Regions from separate parts of the Mus musculus genome. Here regions 2, 3, 4 and 5 are each linked to region 1. The links are chromatin contacts, called in public HiChIP or PLAC-seq and promoter capture Hi-C maps. All regions are on one chromosome and are shown on one strand. Each heading gives the region's core, a stretch centred on a gene start, on an enhancer-like site or on the middle of the called end of the contact. The rest is flanking DNA. Distances are from core to core; before and after follow the strand shown. Region 1 holds the start of Gtf3c1 (general transcription factor III C 1). Region 2 overlaps Gsg1l (GSG1-like). Region 3 overlaps Xpo6 (exportin 6). Region 4 overlaps Gsg1l (GSG1-like). Region 5 overlaps Xpo6 (exportin 6).

What was found. Promoter capture Hi-C pulls out the DNA fragments that hold promoters and counts their contacts. HiChIP or PLAC-seq counts read pairs in DNA pulled down with a chosen protein or histone mark.
Region 2: a contact with region 1 is called in an H3K4me3 HiChIP or PLAC-seq map of forebrain, with 4 times the contacts expected there. The contact joins the enhancer-like site here to the promoter of Gtf3c1 in region 1. A contact is called at or near these places in 2 of 39 promoter capture datasets (neural stem cells and stem cell-derived epiblast-like cells), 16 of 115 datasets of contacts at active chromatin or transcription factors (the 230-238 cell line, bone marrow-derived macrophages, embryonic basal ganglia and 8 more) and 1 of 9 other capture datasets (pancreatic islet).
Region 3: an H3K4me3 HiChIP or PLAC-seq map of pro-B cells shows a contact between it and region 1, with 2.2 times the contacts expected there. The contact joins the enhancer-like site here to the promoter of Gtf3c1 in region 1. A contact is called at or near these places in 12 of 39 promoter capture datasets (the C10 cell line, the HPC-7 cell line, cranial neural crest and 7 more), 9 of 115 datasets of contacts at active chromatin or transcription factors (the SCID.adh cell line, bone marrow-derived macrophages, embryonic forebrain and 6 more) and 4 of 9 other capture datasets (adipose tissue, embryonic stem cells, liver and 1 more).
Region 4: a promoter capture Hi-C map of neural stem cells shows a contact between it and region 1. The contact joins the enhancer-like site here to the promoter of Gtf3c1 in region 1. A contact is called at or near these places in 2 of 39 promoter capture datasets (the HPC-7 cell line and neural stem cells), 1 of 15 datasets of contacts at CTCF or cohesin (the NIH/3T3 cell line) and 14 of 115 datasets of contacts at active chromatin or transcription factors (the 230-238 cell line, the SCID.adh cell line, astrocytes and 11 more).
Region 5: a contact with region 1 is called in an H3K4me3 HiChIP or PLAC-seq map of bone marrow-derived macrophages, with 4 times the contacts expected there. The contact joins the enhancer-like site here to the promoter of Gtf3c1 in region 1. A contact is called at or near these places in 11 of 39 promoter capture datasets (the 3T3-L1 cell line, 3T3-L1-derived adipocytes, cranial neural crest and 7 more), 1 of 15 datasets of contacts at CTCF or cohesin (the NIH/3T3 cell line), 19 of 115 datasets of contacts at active chromatin or transcription factors (the 230-238 cell line, the SCID.adh cell line, T-cell acute lymphoblastic leukemia and 15 more) and 3 of 9 other capture datasets (adipose tissue, liver and pancreatic islet).

Annotation. Positions count from the first base shown.
Region 1 is chr7:125,706,360-125,709,059 of GRCm38.p6, forward strand. It overlaps Gtf3c1 (general transcription factor III C 1), which reads right to left and starts at 1,329. Exons shown (of 37, transcript NM_207239.1): 1 at 1,098-1,329. The coding sequence starts at 1,318. D430042O09Rik (RIKEN cDNA D430042O09 gene) reads left to right here and starts at 1,511. Exons shown (of 28, transcript NM_001081022.2): 1 at 1,511-1,589. The coding sequence starts at 1,583.
Region 2 is chr7:126,065,482-126,068,181 of GRCm38.p6, forward strand. All of the region lies in intron 1 of Gsg1l (GSG1-like), which reads right to left. Among named protein-coding and RNA genes, the nearest start is that of Gsg1l, 16 kb to the right of the region's middle. Within about 2 kb of position 1,445, at least 24 of the 459 cell types and tissues checked have an H3K27ac peak or open chromatin away from gene starts, as enhancers often do. A contact at or near this core is called in forebrain and neural stem cells, where this site is marked.
Region 3 is chr7:126,166,259-126,168,958 of GRCm38.p6, forward strand. All of the region lies in intron 4 of Xpo6 (exportin 6), which reads right to left. It also overlaps the pseudogene Gm17137. Among named protein-coding and RNA genes, the nearest start is that of Xpo6, 33 kb to the right of the region's middle. Within about 2 kb of position 1,258, at least 32 of the 459 cell types and tissues checked have an H3K27ac peak or open chromatin away from gene starts, as enhancers often do. A contact at or near this core is called in the HPC-7 cell line, the SCID.adh cell line, neural stem cells and 1 more, where this site is marked.
Region 4 is chr7:126,040,106-126,042,805 of GRCm38.p6, forward strand. The region is part of intron 1 of Gsg1l (GSG1-like); the gene reads right to left. Among named protein-coding and RNA genes, the nearest start is that of Gsg1l, 41 kb to the right of the region's middle. Within about 2 kb of position 1,251, at least 42 of the 459 cell types and tissues checked have an H3K27ac peak or open chromatin away from gene starts, as enhancers often do. A contact at or near this core is called in neural stem cells, where this site is marked.
Region 5 is chr7:126,115,680-126,118,379 of GRCm38.p6, forward strand. Xpo6 (exportin 6) reads right to left here. Exons shown (of 24, transcript NM_001311143.2): 15 at 129-273. Among named protein-coding and RNA genes, the nearest start is that of Gm30807, 17 kb to the left of the region's middle. Within about 2 kb of position 1,387, at least 7 of the 459 cell types and tissues checked have an H3K27ac peak or open chromatin away from gene starts, as enhancers often do. A contact at or near this core is called in bone marrow-derived macrophages, where this site is marked.

The DNA of each region.
Region 1 (2,700 bases), core at 79-2,578:
TCCAAGCGTACTCTTCAGGCGCACGCAGTTCACTTCTCTCCCGTTAAGCTATTCTACTTGGTGTTGCTTGTTCAGAGCACTCTGCCAAGTGGCCGCCTAAATCTAAACTTATCTGGTTCATTATTACCTCTAGAACCTCCTCTGACCTTCATAATATAGCTTAAGAGTTCCAACTTGCAGGGCATGGTAGGGCATGCCTGTAACCCAAGTGCTAGAGTGCAGAGGCAAGCGGGTATGATATGAAATCACACTGAACTGTATTGTCAGCTCTTTCTTCTTTTTTTTTTCTTTTTTTCTCTTTTCTTTTTTTTTTTTGGTTTTTCGAGACAGGGTTTCTCTGTGTAGCCTTGGCCTCGAACTCAGAAATCCGCCTGCCTCTGCCTCGCAAGTGCTGGGATTAAAGGCGTGTAACACCAAGACCAGCTCGTCAGCCCTTTCTTAACAAAAACTTGTACAGGGGAGTAAGGGGTGGGCTGAGGCTAAGGGCAGAGCATGCAAGGAGCTGGATTCTGCTCCTGGAGAAGGACAGATAGGAGAAGGGAAAAGTGCATTTAGCAATCCCTGAATCCTGTACTTAACCTAAGGTTAATCCCTTAACCTCTCGGCGTCAGTTTCCTCCTCTGTAAAATGAAAAGACAATAGTGTCTCGCTCAGTGTCGCGGAACTGAGTTCTGTCGCTTCCAGAACTGGGTCTTGGAACCCACCTATGGGAAGCGCCCAGTCCACCTCGGCTACTCTTTCACTGCTATTCGGGGCTATGCAGACCTCCAGTGAGCTGCCTTAGCTTTCGGAACGAACGCTCCCTAAAGGTCCCTGAAGGACCTCACCTAGTCCCACTTTTTAACCACTTTCCTACTCCCGTCCTATCACCCAACTTAAAGGAACTCTTTAGACTCGCTCCTTTAACACACTGGGAAACAGTTCCGTCACAGCGGATACCCCATCCCCCAGCTCATCTACTCCGGCCTGCTAGGGCGCAGAGCTCAGGTTTGCTCGCCTCCCGCGCCCATCCCCCACGTCCCACGGTCCCCGTTCTGCATCGCACCATCCTGCCCCGCTCCAGGCTCTCAGCCCTCGCCCCACCCCTGGTGGCTGACCGGTCTTGGAGCTGCAGGTCAGGTCTCTCTCGCGGCTCCTCGTAGAAACTGATGCCCGGGTGCGTGGCTAAAGCCCGCCACAAAAACTCCTGCGTGTAGGGTTCCAGAGGCAATGGGAAGGCAGGCGAGCGGGATTCCAGGCGGCTCCACAGCGCGGGCAGGCACAGGCCGTCGAGCCCCTCCAGGGCCACCTCGTCCAACAACGACTCGAGCGCGTCCATGGCCGCTTCAGTTAGCAGCGCCCGGGGCGCCTGCGCACCTCGCCGCCGAGGCCAGGGCCCAATGCGCCTGCGTACAGCGATCCGAGGCCTAGGGAGGACTGATGGGGAGTCCCAGCGCTCCGCCGTGACGTCACGCTACCCGAGGGCGGGCTCAATGATCAGAGTTCCTCCTCCATTGGTCCGGAACCCCGTAGTAACCAGGGGAACTGCAAACACTGTCAGGGCCGCTTCCGGTTCGGGAGGCCGGAACCGCCGCCTCTAGGGATGGACGGTTAGTGTCCGTGGGCCCCGCCGGGAGGTTGGGCGGCCGTCCCTCATCCCTCGGAGGTGTCTCAGGGAGGAACGCCTAGCCACAGGGACCCCGGCCCAGGATGGTGTCCAGCCTGAGGGGAAGGTTCTGGCGGTGCGGGATGGGGACCACGGCTGGGAGTGGTTTTGTAGGAGTCCCTCTCTCAGACTTAGGGAGGGGGGACGGGGAAGAGATTGGCGCGGGGGAGGCGTGAGGAGGATTGCGGGGGTCCTGGGATGGGCGATGGGAATGTCGAAGTTGGTTGGCGGTAAGCGTGTCCCTTGGGAGTACGTTTGTCAGCTCCTGGCATCAGGAGTGGAGGGAAAGGGCTGGGAAGAGTTTTATGTGCTTCGGTATTGTTGATAACTCACGTGAACTGAGTACTGTTCGGTGCCAGGGTTTCTGTAGCTACTGACAAGTGCAAACGTTTCACAGCAGTCCTTTGGGATAGTCACTTATTTTACAGGCGAGGGAGCTGAGGCTCAGACAAGGCAGGCCACTTTGCCTGGCCAAAGTCAAATAGCTAATCAAGAGACAGCATGAGTAAGACTCCTGGACGATGGGAGTTTAAAATCTGAAAAAAAAAAATATTTTAGAAGCCTTCCATTCCAGAGCTTGCCAGTGCACATGTCTACGGGAGCAAGTTTGGTGGGCTGTGACTGATAAACCAGTTGCCAATCTGTACAGAAGCAGATTGTTTTTAGGAGCAAGTCTCAAACTATGATAGCCAGTTAGTTAGTCAGTCGTAAGGCTAAAGGCAGCCTGGTTAGAATCACTGTGGACACTCAGGCGCTCCCTGGGAATAGCTGTTCTGATATCCAGCTTTTCAGATGGGAACACTGATGTCTGAGGAGACTGGAAGGGTCTGTGCTGCTTCACAGTTCATTACTGCCCCTTCCTTCTGCATTGCTGTGAAAGCCAGTGGATGTAGCATGGAAAGACATGTTACCATCGAATGTGTTACATCTGCTTAAAGGGTGCCTTTGTCCTTTGTCCTCGAGGCACTATAAAAAAATGCGTTTTATCAGTTTGCCCTGTCCTGCTGTCGAACAGTGGTTCTTAAAATCTAGGAGTCCTTGGACTCCTTTAAGCC
Region 2 (2,700 bases), core at 195-2,694, 360 kb after region 1:
TTGACTGCCAGACACAATCTAGACAAGGGCCTAGGAACCCCACCCCCACCCCTACCAGCCCCACGTGGATTTTTAGCCTTGTTTTATTGGTGGGTAAAATGAAGCACCATTTGGCAGAGTGACTTTCTCAAGATCACACAGGAGACTCTCTCACAGGACAGAAGAACCCCATGCCACCCACTGTTCATCCACAGTGCCTGTGGGACAAAGGTTCAGAGGCCAGGATGGGGAGGGGAGTCTGCCTCGGTCCTAGTGCAGTGCTGAGCTGATCACAGACATGGGGTGACTGGATAAATAGCTGAAGTTCTAACTTTCCTCCTGCTTCTGAGTCCTGGCCACTCTCCCACTCATCCTTTCTCTTTACTTGAGTCTATCCTTAGCAGAGGATGGAGCTCCTAGGACAAGCCTGGTGCCCTGCCTAGCCACCTCTCACACACAAACACAATGCTCATAACACAGAAGGTACGGCAGGTCTCAAGCTGCTGGGAAACTGGCCACGGTCACTTCTAGACCACACAGAGGTTTCTACAAATCCCCTAGTCACTGGGGGCAGCCAGGAAGGATCGAGGAATGGCACTGCCCTGCAGCAGCACACACACCCCACACACCCCACTCTCCACTGCACCCACACCTCCACATTGCCCTGTCCAGGTTCCAGACCAACCTGATCATCCATCACCCATCCACGCAGCATCCACCATGCCCAGGGCTGAGATTCGTGGCATTGGGGGCTGCCCTGTTGGTGCCCTGAAGGAGAGAGTAAACTTGCAGCTGGGGTGGACTGAAACATGCTGGGAACCGGAGTTGCACATCGTGAATTTCCGTTAAGACAGGACTACAGACTGCCTTGGGTGGCAGGGAGCAAGCCTTCTCCCACATTCAACCCCCAGGAGATGAGAAGGAGAGAGCATACCTGCAAGTATCAGTATGGAATGGAAACAAATCCAGAAAAGGCAGGACTCTGAAAGAAGCTAAGTCCTTGAGCCAGACTTAGAAGGAGAAAGAAATGAAGGGACGCAGGCGAGGAGGAGGAGGAGGAGAAGGAAGCCATCACCCATTTGTGAATAAAGGAGAGTTCAGAAGGTACCCCTCTCATACCCAAGGATAAGAAGTAAGCCAAAGGGAGGGTCCACACCAGTAATCTCAGGATTTAGGAGACAGGAAGGAGCCAGCCTGGGCTACATAGCCAGAGAGACCTCATCTCAAAGAAGAAAAGAGAAGAAAAAGCCAAGAAGAATAAAGAGAAGGAGGGAGGAAGGAGTCAAGCAGGCAAGCTAAACAGTAGCCTGGCATACGGGGGTGGGTGGGGTGGAGGGAGTGGGGGTGTGGGGTGGTCAACCTCCTTCTCACGCACTCACTGTGAGAAGTGCAAAGTCATTCACATTCCCTAGGGAAACACAAACCCCCAAGAAGCCTCCAGCGCTCGCTCGCTCGCTCGCTGAGATACGAACAGATTTAGCCCAGGAGAACTGCCAGGGAGGCGAAACCGGAGCCAAATGAGGAGGGAATGGGCCCGGAAAGAGCTAGAAACACACAAAGGGCAGAAAGACACACTCAGAGGAGCGAACCGCAGGCTCAGTCCTATGGAAAAACTCACTCCAGCAGTGTAGAGCTCCAGTGGCCTGAAGCTCGGAGACTTACTTCACTCCCAGAGGACAAATGTGACGAGTCAGAGCCATAGCTAGCAGAGCTGAGGGACAGGCGACAAATTAATTAATTGGTTTATTTCTATTTATTTTATTTATTTGGTATTCTTTTGCAGTGGAAGCCAGGGCCTTGCTAGGTAAGCGCTCTCCCACTGAGCCACATCCCCAGAACTAGTTTTGGTTTTGTTTTTGTTTTTTTGTTTTTCAAGACAGGGTTTCTCTGTATAGCCCTCCCTGGCTGTCCTGAAACTCACTCTGTAGACCAGGCTGGCCTGGAACTCAGAAATCGGCCTGCCTCTGCCTCCCAAGTGCTGGGATTAAAGGCGTGCGCCACCACCGCCTGGCTTAATTTTATTTTTTATCTTTCTCTCATTTGCCTGCATTTTGAGACAGGGTCTCACTTATAGACCAGGCTGGCCTCAAACTCACAGAGATATGCTTGCTTCCACCTCCAGAATGCTGGGATTTGTGGGAGGGTGGGCAGTAGATGTGTGACATTCTCCAACCTACCAGGCAAGGGTTTCCCTTTCTTTGATATGTGTTCTCTGTGCTGGAGCTGGAACTAGGACCTAGAACCTTCTCTGTCATTGGCATCACCTTGCACATCTTTAGAAAACCAAAAAGAAGCAAACGCAGAACACAACACAGGGAAAGCAAGATCCACCATCTACTAGGAGGCCTTGAAGCTGGTCTGGCATGGACACACCCTGGGCACAGGGCAGAGGAGTGGGAGGTGGTGCGGGTCTGCGATCCCAGCACTAGAGAGGCAGAGGCAGAAGGACCTCTGAGTTACAGGCCAGCCTGATCTATACAGAAAGTTCCGGGCCATCAAGGGTTACACTCAGGATGGGTAGGGGTAGAAAAGTGGGAGGTGCTTGAGGCCCAGAGATGCCAGGAGCTGAGGAAAGGGCTCTAAACTGTCTGGAATGCAAATGCCAGTGATGAAGCCAGAATAAACCCCAGCAAAACTGTGAGACAGAAAAGAAGAACTGACCTGGAAGACAGACCGGCAGTCAGTCCCATCAGTGAGTGTGTTCTAGAGGACTGGAAATGG
Region 3 (2,700 bases), core at 8-2,507, 460 kb after region 1:
AACTCTGAGCAGTGACCCTTACCATCATGGGTTTCTCATGACCTGCCAGAGACAGCCAAAATGTTTTAATTACACAGCATGGAAAATATCTAGTAACATCTTCCTCATCTTTGCCATTGTTTTCATCATCACCTGGCAGGCCTCCTTGCCCTCTGGTTCTTGCACCACACCCTGGTATGCCCACTAGAGCTTGCTCACTCAGGCCTTTTCCATCAGTACCACCTCAACACCATGACGATGATGCTGACCTTCTGGACCTACCTCTTTTTGCACATGGTCCACAAGTTCATAAAAGCTAGTAGATGACAAACATACTAACAGAGAAGAAATAAAAAGCTCAGAGAAGAAGGCCACATCTTCAATAAAATCCTAAGAGTGGCTAGGGAGATGGCTCAGTGAAAGAATATACAGCAGGTCTGGAGAAATGGCTCCATGTCCAAGAGCACTTACTGCTCATGTAGAGGACCCAGTTCAGCTCCCAACACAAATACCAGATGCTCCTAACTGCCTACAACACCAGTTCCAGAAGATGCCACACCCAAGGGTATCTGCATTCACACAGTCTCTCACAGATACATGCAAATACACACCAATTAAAAATAGTAAGTTTTTAAAAAGAGCATATTGCTCTTCCAGAGAACCTGAGCTCAATTCCCAGCACCCACATTAGTGGCTCACCACCACCTATACCTCCAGATCCAGGGGATACAACACTCTCTCTCTTCTGGCTTCAGAGGGCACATGTGCACACACTAAAAAATCTTTTTAAAAATCATCATAAGACTGTATAAGTGGTAGGTGGTGGTGCATGCCTTTACCCCAGCACTCAGGAGATGGAGGCAAGCAGACAGCTGTGAATTCAAGGCCAAACTAGTCTACAGAGAGTTCCAGGACAGCCAGGAATATAGAGAAACCCTGTCTCAAAAAACAAAACAGAATGACTGAACCACTGTCCTAGCTACCGCCCACAATAATCTATAAAGTGCAAAAGCTAATCCACTTCCCCTATAGAGGATACCAGGCTCTGATGAAAAGAGAGAGAAAGGGAGAGGACATTCGTTCCCTTCCCTTCATCATCCAGATGCCCTTAAGCCGGACTCTCAGCAGAAGCGAGTCTGGTTATAGCTTCTGCTAGCAGAGCTCTCCCACTCTCTGCGCTCCCTTTCTATTGCTTTTGAGAACCTTCCTCACTTCTGAGACCTTAAGAGTTTGGACCTGGTTGTTTGCCTTTTAACTCCCTGACCTCTAACCAGGGTTGATCTTAGACCTCATTCTGTCAAAGCTAGGACAAGGTTCCACCTTTCTAAGGTTCAAAGCTAGGACAAGGTTCCCAGCTGGGTTACAAACCAAAGCCAAGCTGACTTTAACTTCTTCCTTCCTGAAGCTCAATGAATTAACTGAATGTGGCAGTGTGACCTTCCCACCTCCTCTAAAGCAAGGGCACTTCCTGGAGACCGCTGGACTGCCTCTGCAGCTGCTTTCCCAGCTGCCTCTCGGGCCTCTTCTTTCCTGTCCGTTATTCTAGCTGCTTTGGGTGATTGGGAACTACTTCTAATCTGTACTCACTAAATATTTGGAGTTTCAGTTTCCAAGACACAGTTGTAGCTAGCTAGTACCTAAGGAAACATTTCAGAGCAAATTTTACTGTTGACAGTTTTGGGTTTTTTGGTTTTGTTTTGAAGCTAAAATATAGTAAAGGCTAAAACATGAGAATGTGTCAAGCAAGTAAGAATGGAGTCACACACCTTTGAGTCCAGCATTGGGAAACAGAGACAGAGGCAGATAGATCTCTGCTACTTCCCGGCTAAATAGCACAGTGGTGAAATTCTGTCTCCAAGAGAGAAAACTAAGGAACTAATTATAGTAGACTTTTTTTTTAATTGCCCCCACATAATCCTTTACTTGAAAAAACTGGAGAAAACATTTAATTTTTCATTTTTATTGTTCTTTTATCCAGAAAGGCAATTAATATATAATTAAAATTCTAAACACACTTAGCTTCTGCATCTGACTTAGCAGACAATAAGTACCTTTGAGCTGCAGATCAAATTTAGGTTTCTAGTGAGCCATCCGTTTTTATTACATACCTATTGGGGAAGAAGTAGCCACCCTTGTTTCTCAGTAATCTGGCCTTAGGTAAAATGTGTCCAAAGGTTTGGCTCAGCAGACTTCAGAAATCTGAGGAACGACCTTACAAAAGGGGCACTGACCCACAGACTACAGGGTGGGGAGGAGCATGGTCAGTCTCACCTTATTACTTCCTTTCCCAATGTCCTAGAAAGGTATAAGCAACCTGCAGAGAGCTGGAGGCTGATCACAACACAAACTGCAGATTCCCTACCAACTATCACAATATACTCTTGACTGCCAATGGATCAAGGTAGAACTGAGTCCAAAGAAACTTTAGATAGCTAACATACGACCGCCTGATGATGAAATTTACTCTAAAACCGGTTTGGTCCTGTTTATCAATCCCAAGGCTGTGTAACACACACCCCAGCAGCAAACATTCCACAATACTTCTATCAATGGCTATTTACAGTTTGTGGTTATTTCCTGACAATTCTGAAACCACTAGAACCCTCCTTTCACCGCCATCGCCATCGTATCAGGAGCCAGGCCTTCAGAGGCCTGCTGAGCAGAACTAACTTCACAGGTGCTAAGGAAGTAACTAGGCTCACTCTCCCTCCACTCCCTCTC
Region 4 (2,700 bases), core at 1-2,500, 330 kb after region 1:
GACTTGGGGATGAATAAGGCAGGAAGCTTACATCCCAGCCTAGCAGACAGATAATAAATGACACATAAAAAAGGGTACCCTGAGTGGCACAGGTACTGTCGAGGGGTGGCAGGGTGAGTGTGGCTGACCGGGGCCAGGTTTTCTCCTGTGAGGGATCATCCCAGCTGGAACCAAATGAAGATAAAAACCAAGGGGAAAGACACTGCCCATCCTAAGTTCCTGGGGTAGAAATGAGCTCAGCGTGCCGGCAGGGGCAGCAGCAGGAGGAGGAAATGGAAAGGCAAGAAGGGTGGTGAGGTCACTCAGGCCCCGAAAGAACTGTGCGGTGGGGTGCTCACGCTCTGGGGAAACAAGGAGTGGGTGAGGCAAGAAAGCCAGGAGAGCCCAGATCTGTCTGCATTCTGGTTGCATTTTTACTCATGCTCATCATTGAGCCATCTTGTTGGCCCTTCATTGCATTCTAACAACTCTATCTGGAGGCTGATTGGTGGAGACAGACCCTGCTCAGGCAGCTTTAACATGAGAGGACTGACAGGGGAGATGAGAATCTTCTCTTCTTCAACTCGGGGGCTGCACAGACAGAGAACCACCTCAGGCCAAGGTAGTCTCCCTCTGGTCATCTTGGCTTCCAAATTTCTCTCCTCAGCCCCCCAGAACACAAACTTCCTCACTTCCCCAGCCTCTACCTGTACCCACCCAGTGGACCAGTCCTCCAGCTTCACAGAAGAGAGAAGCCATATCTAGTGGCCAATCAGCCTGGCTGGAAGGACATGGCTCCCCAGGAAACAAAGCCGACAGCGGGAGCGAATGCAGGCTGTAGGCAGCAAGCTCTGCAAAGAGAACCAGGCTGGGAGACCCCTCCAAAGTGTCACTCCTCAGGCCTTCCCAGAGTTCCCTCTGGCAACTGTTGACTCTCTCCATCCCCTCTCTATCATCATCCCCACCCCCAACAGAGGAAGCACGGGCTTGGAACTTAGAGTGGGAAGCATCTCACATGGAGCACCGTGCACCCTGGAGACAGTCAAATCCAAAGGGAGAGGCAGGTCTAGGGGGCAGGACGGCGGCTCTAGAGACCTTGAAACCTGGAATCAGGAGCCGAAAGGCACACTGCTGGCACAGCGGAGCTGCCCGCGGTGGCGTTCCGTGTACTTGGCAGCAGAAGACGGAAGCAGAGCCTAAAGAGAGGCTGGAGGGGGCCCAGCTTGGCTTCTCTTGAAGCTCGGGGCCTCCTCTCTCGGACAGGCAGCTTCTGTGCTGCCTCTCCTTATGCTGGTTCCTGGCCAACCCACATTGCTGCCAGAGGCCCCAAGAAGAGCCAGGGCTGTTAGGCGCAGCCCGACTGGCCTCAGTCTGTTGAATTACAAAAGGGTCCAGTGAGGGGTGTGGAGGGGCTGAAAGCCAATATCTGGGTGGGTGTTGTGAGGCTCTCAGTCTGCCAGGCCAGAAGGAAAGATGGAGTGAAAGGGGTAGCCAGAGTGTCCTGACGTGCCCGTGGTGCAGGCTAGACCCTTGTAAGGACTATGAGGAAGAATGTTTCACCAGGCTTTCTCTTCCTCGTGTGCTCGTGTGTTTTCCTCTGTGTTAGCATTTCCACATTCCTCTACATTGCATGGAATTAGGGCCCAGGGAACGACTTCAGTGGAACTCGATCATGCTGTAAAAGGTCTCTCGGCAAATAAGGTCTCATCCTGCGGTGCTGGGTCATCAATTTGGTGACACGGTTCAGCTCATTGCTTGAGTTAGCTCCGCTAAGCCTCAGCTTCTCCAGCTGTGCAATGGGCATAAAGACAGTTTCTCCCTTGGGATCGTTCTAGTGTCTGGGGAACTGCTAAGCACCCAGCCTGGCATTGCGGTTGCTCATTTGGAATCCTATGTGGCCAGCACAGGAATGTCCCTCTCTCTACACCTTCATCCTCAGGACCTGTTGCGATGACAAGACCAGGATGTGACAGCTATGCTGTCGTGAAGGTTGCAGGCTCTGAGATGGGAGACTTGAGGTACGGTGAACTACAGCGGCAGGGAGATGAAAGAACAGCAGAGAGATCAGAGACACACGGCAGCTACATTAGGTCCCCACCCTCCATCACTGGGTCTGAAGATGAAGAAGGGAAGTAAGAATCCAAAGATCGTGGCAATTTTCGAAAAAGCTGAAAGCAGCTTCAACACAGGGCCAGCAAGAAAATGGAGACACAGGTCCTACATCTCTAAGGAACTGAATTCTGAATATCAGCAGTAAGCTGGAGGCTTGTCTCCTAGACCCTTCAAAAAAATATCAGTCTGCAACAGCCAGACGTTAGCTACCCAAGATATGCTGTGCAATCGTGAGTTAGTGTTGGAGATGATAAGCTTGTGGTTACTTGTTAAGGCAGAAAAGGAGGCAGGCTAATACACCATGAAGTACCCATCAAGGGGGTGTGGACTGATGGGCCACGCCCTCCAGTTAGAAGCCTGGTTGACATTAGTGCCCCCTAGAGGCAGGAAGCCTCTCTGTAACCACAGAGAGCACTTCCCCCTACCCCCAGAACACACCCAGGAACAACTGGGATCCACACATCTGCCCTTGGAGCTGCCATGGTATCTTTAGGCAAAGAGAAAAGCTAAAGAGGGTTTGCCTGGTTAGTGGGATACCTGAGTGACCCTGGGAGGTAAGGTAGCCCCAGATCCCATCCGACACATCCTCTAGTACTCTCAAGACCCTGA
Region 5 (2,700 bases), core at 137-2,636, 410 kb after region 1:
AACTTAAGAGAACATGAAACAATCCAGTTGTTACCACCCAGTCAGGATAGCATTTTGGTCTTGTGGTAAACAGGACTATAGAGAGAGTCAGAGTTAGGTAAAAAGTGCAACATTTTCTGTCTTAAGACCTTGGTGCTGATGAGAGGTGTGATGGCGTCCATTGTGGTAGAGATGAGTGTCACAAACTGCTGTGTGTTCTGTCGATGGGCTTCACCGCAGTACTGCGCCAGCCAGTGGGAGTAGGCCTGGAGAGCCGCAAGTGACTGAGCGTGCCTGCGGGAAGGAAAGAAGCAGTGACCCGGGAGAGCCAGGTGAGTCTGGTGGCGTGGGCTTGTCTCCACCTCCAGGGGGAAGACAAGAACTCCATGCGCGCTGCAGAGCATTCTAAGACAGCGACAGCAGGGAAGTCAGTCACCTGCTCACACTGTCTGGAGATGAACACACACTGCAGTTCCTAAACATTTCCCAGATCTCAGTCTTTCTGTGGCACGTAGTTTATTTAAGAAGATAACAAATATTAGGGGAAATATGCTAAGTTTAAAAACTAAAAATTTACTATGGTCTAGGTAAGTAACAGTATTTTTGACAGAAGATTTCAAAGCTCACCTTCCCCTCTAAGTATCTGTCCACCTAGAGCATCCAGGTATTTAGTTTCTGCAAAGGCTTCTCTGGATCACACATTTATAAAATACACACTTAAAGTTCACAATGAAACCAGGCATAGTGGCACACTTGTGACCCCTGTACTCCAGAGACTGAGGTGAGAACACTCCAGGTTCCAAATCAGCCTCAACTACAAAGTGAAACCGTGTTTAAAAACAACACTGAAAATAGCCAAATAAACAAATGAAACCCCAAAACATGCCAGGTACATCTTTTATCTTAGTTCTTGGAGGCAGAAACAAGCAGATTTGAGTTTGATGCCAACATGGTCTATCTACATAGTCTATTCCAGGTCAGTTAGAAACAGAAAAAAAACAAAAACAAAAAAAAAAAAACAAAAAACAAAACCAAAAACAGAACACATACAATTCCAAAAGCTCCCAACTCATCAAAGATGATAAACAGGTCTTACAGAGGCAAGGCAGAAGTCTATCTAGTTCAAAACACTAACCAACACGGCTACATACAGCTTTTCTACAGTCACCACCAAGCAATCTGAGTTGATACCCTGACAAGATCTAAATACAGAGTTCCCCATCAGATGGGTACCATGAAGATCCCTTAATGCAAACTGATGAATCTTAATTAAAAAAAAAAAAAAAGACTATATGGATTTTTACTCAAAATAGCGTAATCACTGTTTTGTTTTATTTCTGACTAAGTATAAACAGAAAAAAAAAATCCCTTAAAGCCAGCTCCACTGTGTTCTTGCCTATTAAAGACACATTCAGGAACCACTTCCTTATTTACTGACTCTACAGCATTCTCCAGCAGTATCCTGCACCAAAGGAGGTCTGGTTCCTTTTAATGGAGAAAATATTATGTTAAACAGCAGGTCTTAGATATGAGGGGCAGCCAGTTTCTAGAGTCTGCCCATGGTCAGAGCTAGGATGTAGACAGGAATCACTTCAAATTAAACAGCATCAACAATGATCCAAGTGCTTACTGACATGATGTAAGACATAGAATGCAGCCATCTTATTACAAACACTTAGCCTAAACCTTGTTAAATCTGGACTGTAGAATATTCTTTCAACAGTAAACTAAGGCCTGGGCTCCATGATACCTGTCTGCCTCTTTCTTTCTGACACACCTCTACTCACTCACAAATCATATATAACTAGGGACTACTCTAGATTACAGGAGACTGACTTAATATTGGATCATGATCAAACCTTCAGCTATGTGTGTAAATTAGATATTAGCTTGCAGCTTTTTAAGTGATTATAATGGTAATATAGTTCTATAAAGTAGCCCTGTTTCTAGGAGATACCTGAAGTAACACCCTATCTACAATGTATCAACTTGCTTAACAAAAACAAACAAAAAGGACCTAAGTATGCAAACACAAAGGGGAAAAAAATCCCTAGAACCAAAATCATAACTCCAGGGAAATGAAGGTATTTTATTCTATTCTATAGTTTCTTTGTTTTGTTTTCTCTTTTTAAACTATATTTTACAGACTTTCAAAATCTTTTTGTTAAGAAAAAAAAAAAGGAACTAAAAAGCACAAAGCAGGAAAATCTAGAAGGTCTTAACAGGAAGCCAGTTTCTTTGTCACATTCAGAATCCACTGAGCAGTCTATCTTTTACTTATAGTCCAAGAACCAAACTGAGAAACCCAGCAAGGCCAGATCAATCACTATGGTGCACACACCAGAGAGCTCCAAAGCAACCCTCCTACAACCCTGCCTGTGCAGCTGTCCTGATCAAGAGCCAATGGGCATCTTGCTTAGGAGTTGCCACACAGATTTCTCTAGTTCTCAAAGAGGAAAGTAACGTGTTTTAAATATAAGACTATAGTAAATAAGTCTCTTTCTTCTATTTATTTAATTTTCAGCAGAAGCGAATAACATTTTTTCTTTCCTTCTTTTTCCTTTTTGGTTTTTAAGGTTTTTGTTTTGTTTTCCGTTTCTGTTTGTTTTGAGGTTTTTTCTTTTTGGTGGTTGGTTTTTTCAAGACAGGGTTTGGAACTCACTCTGTAGATCAGGCTGGCCTTGAACTCACAGAGATTCTCCTGCCTTTGTCTTCTGAATG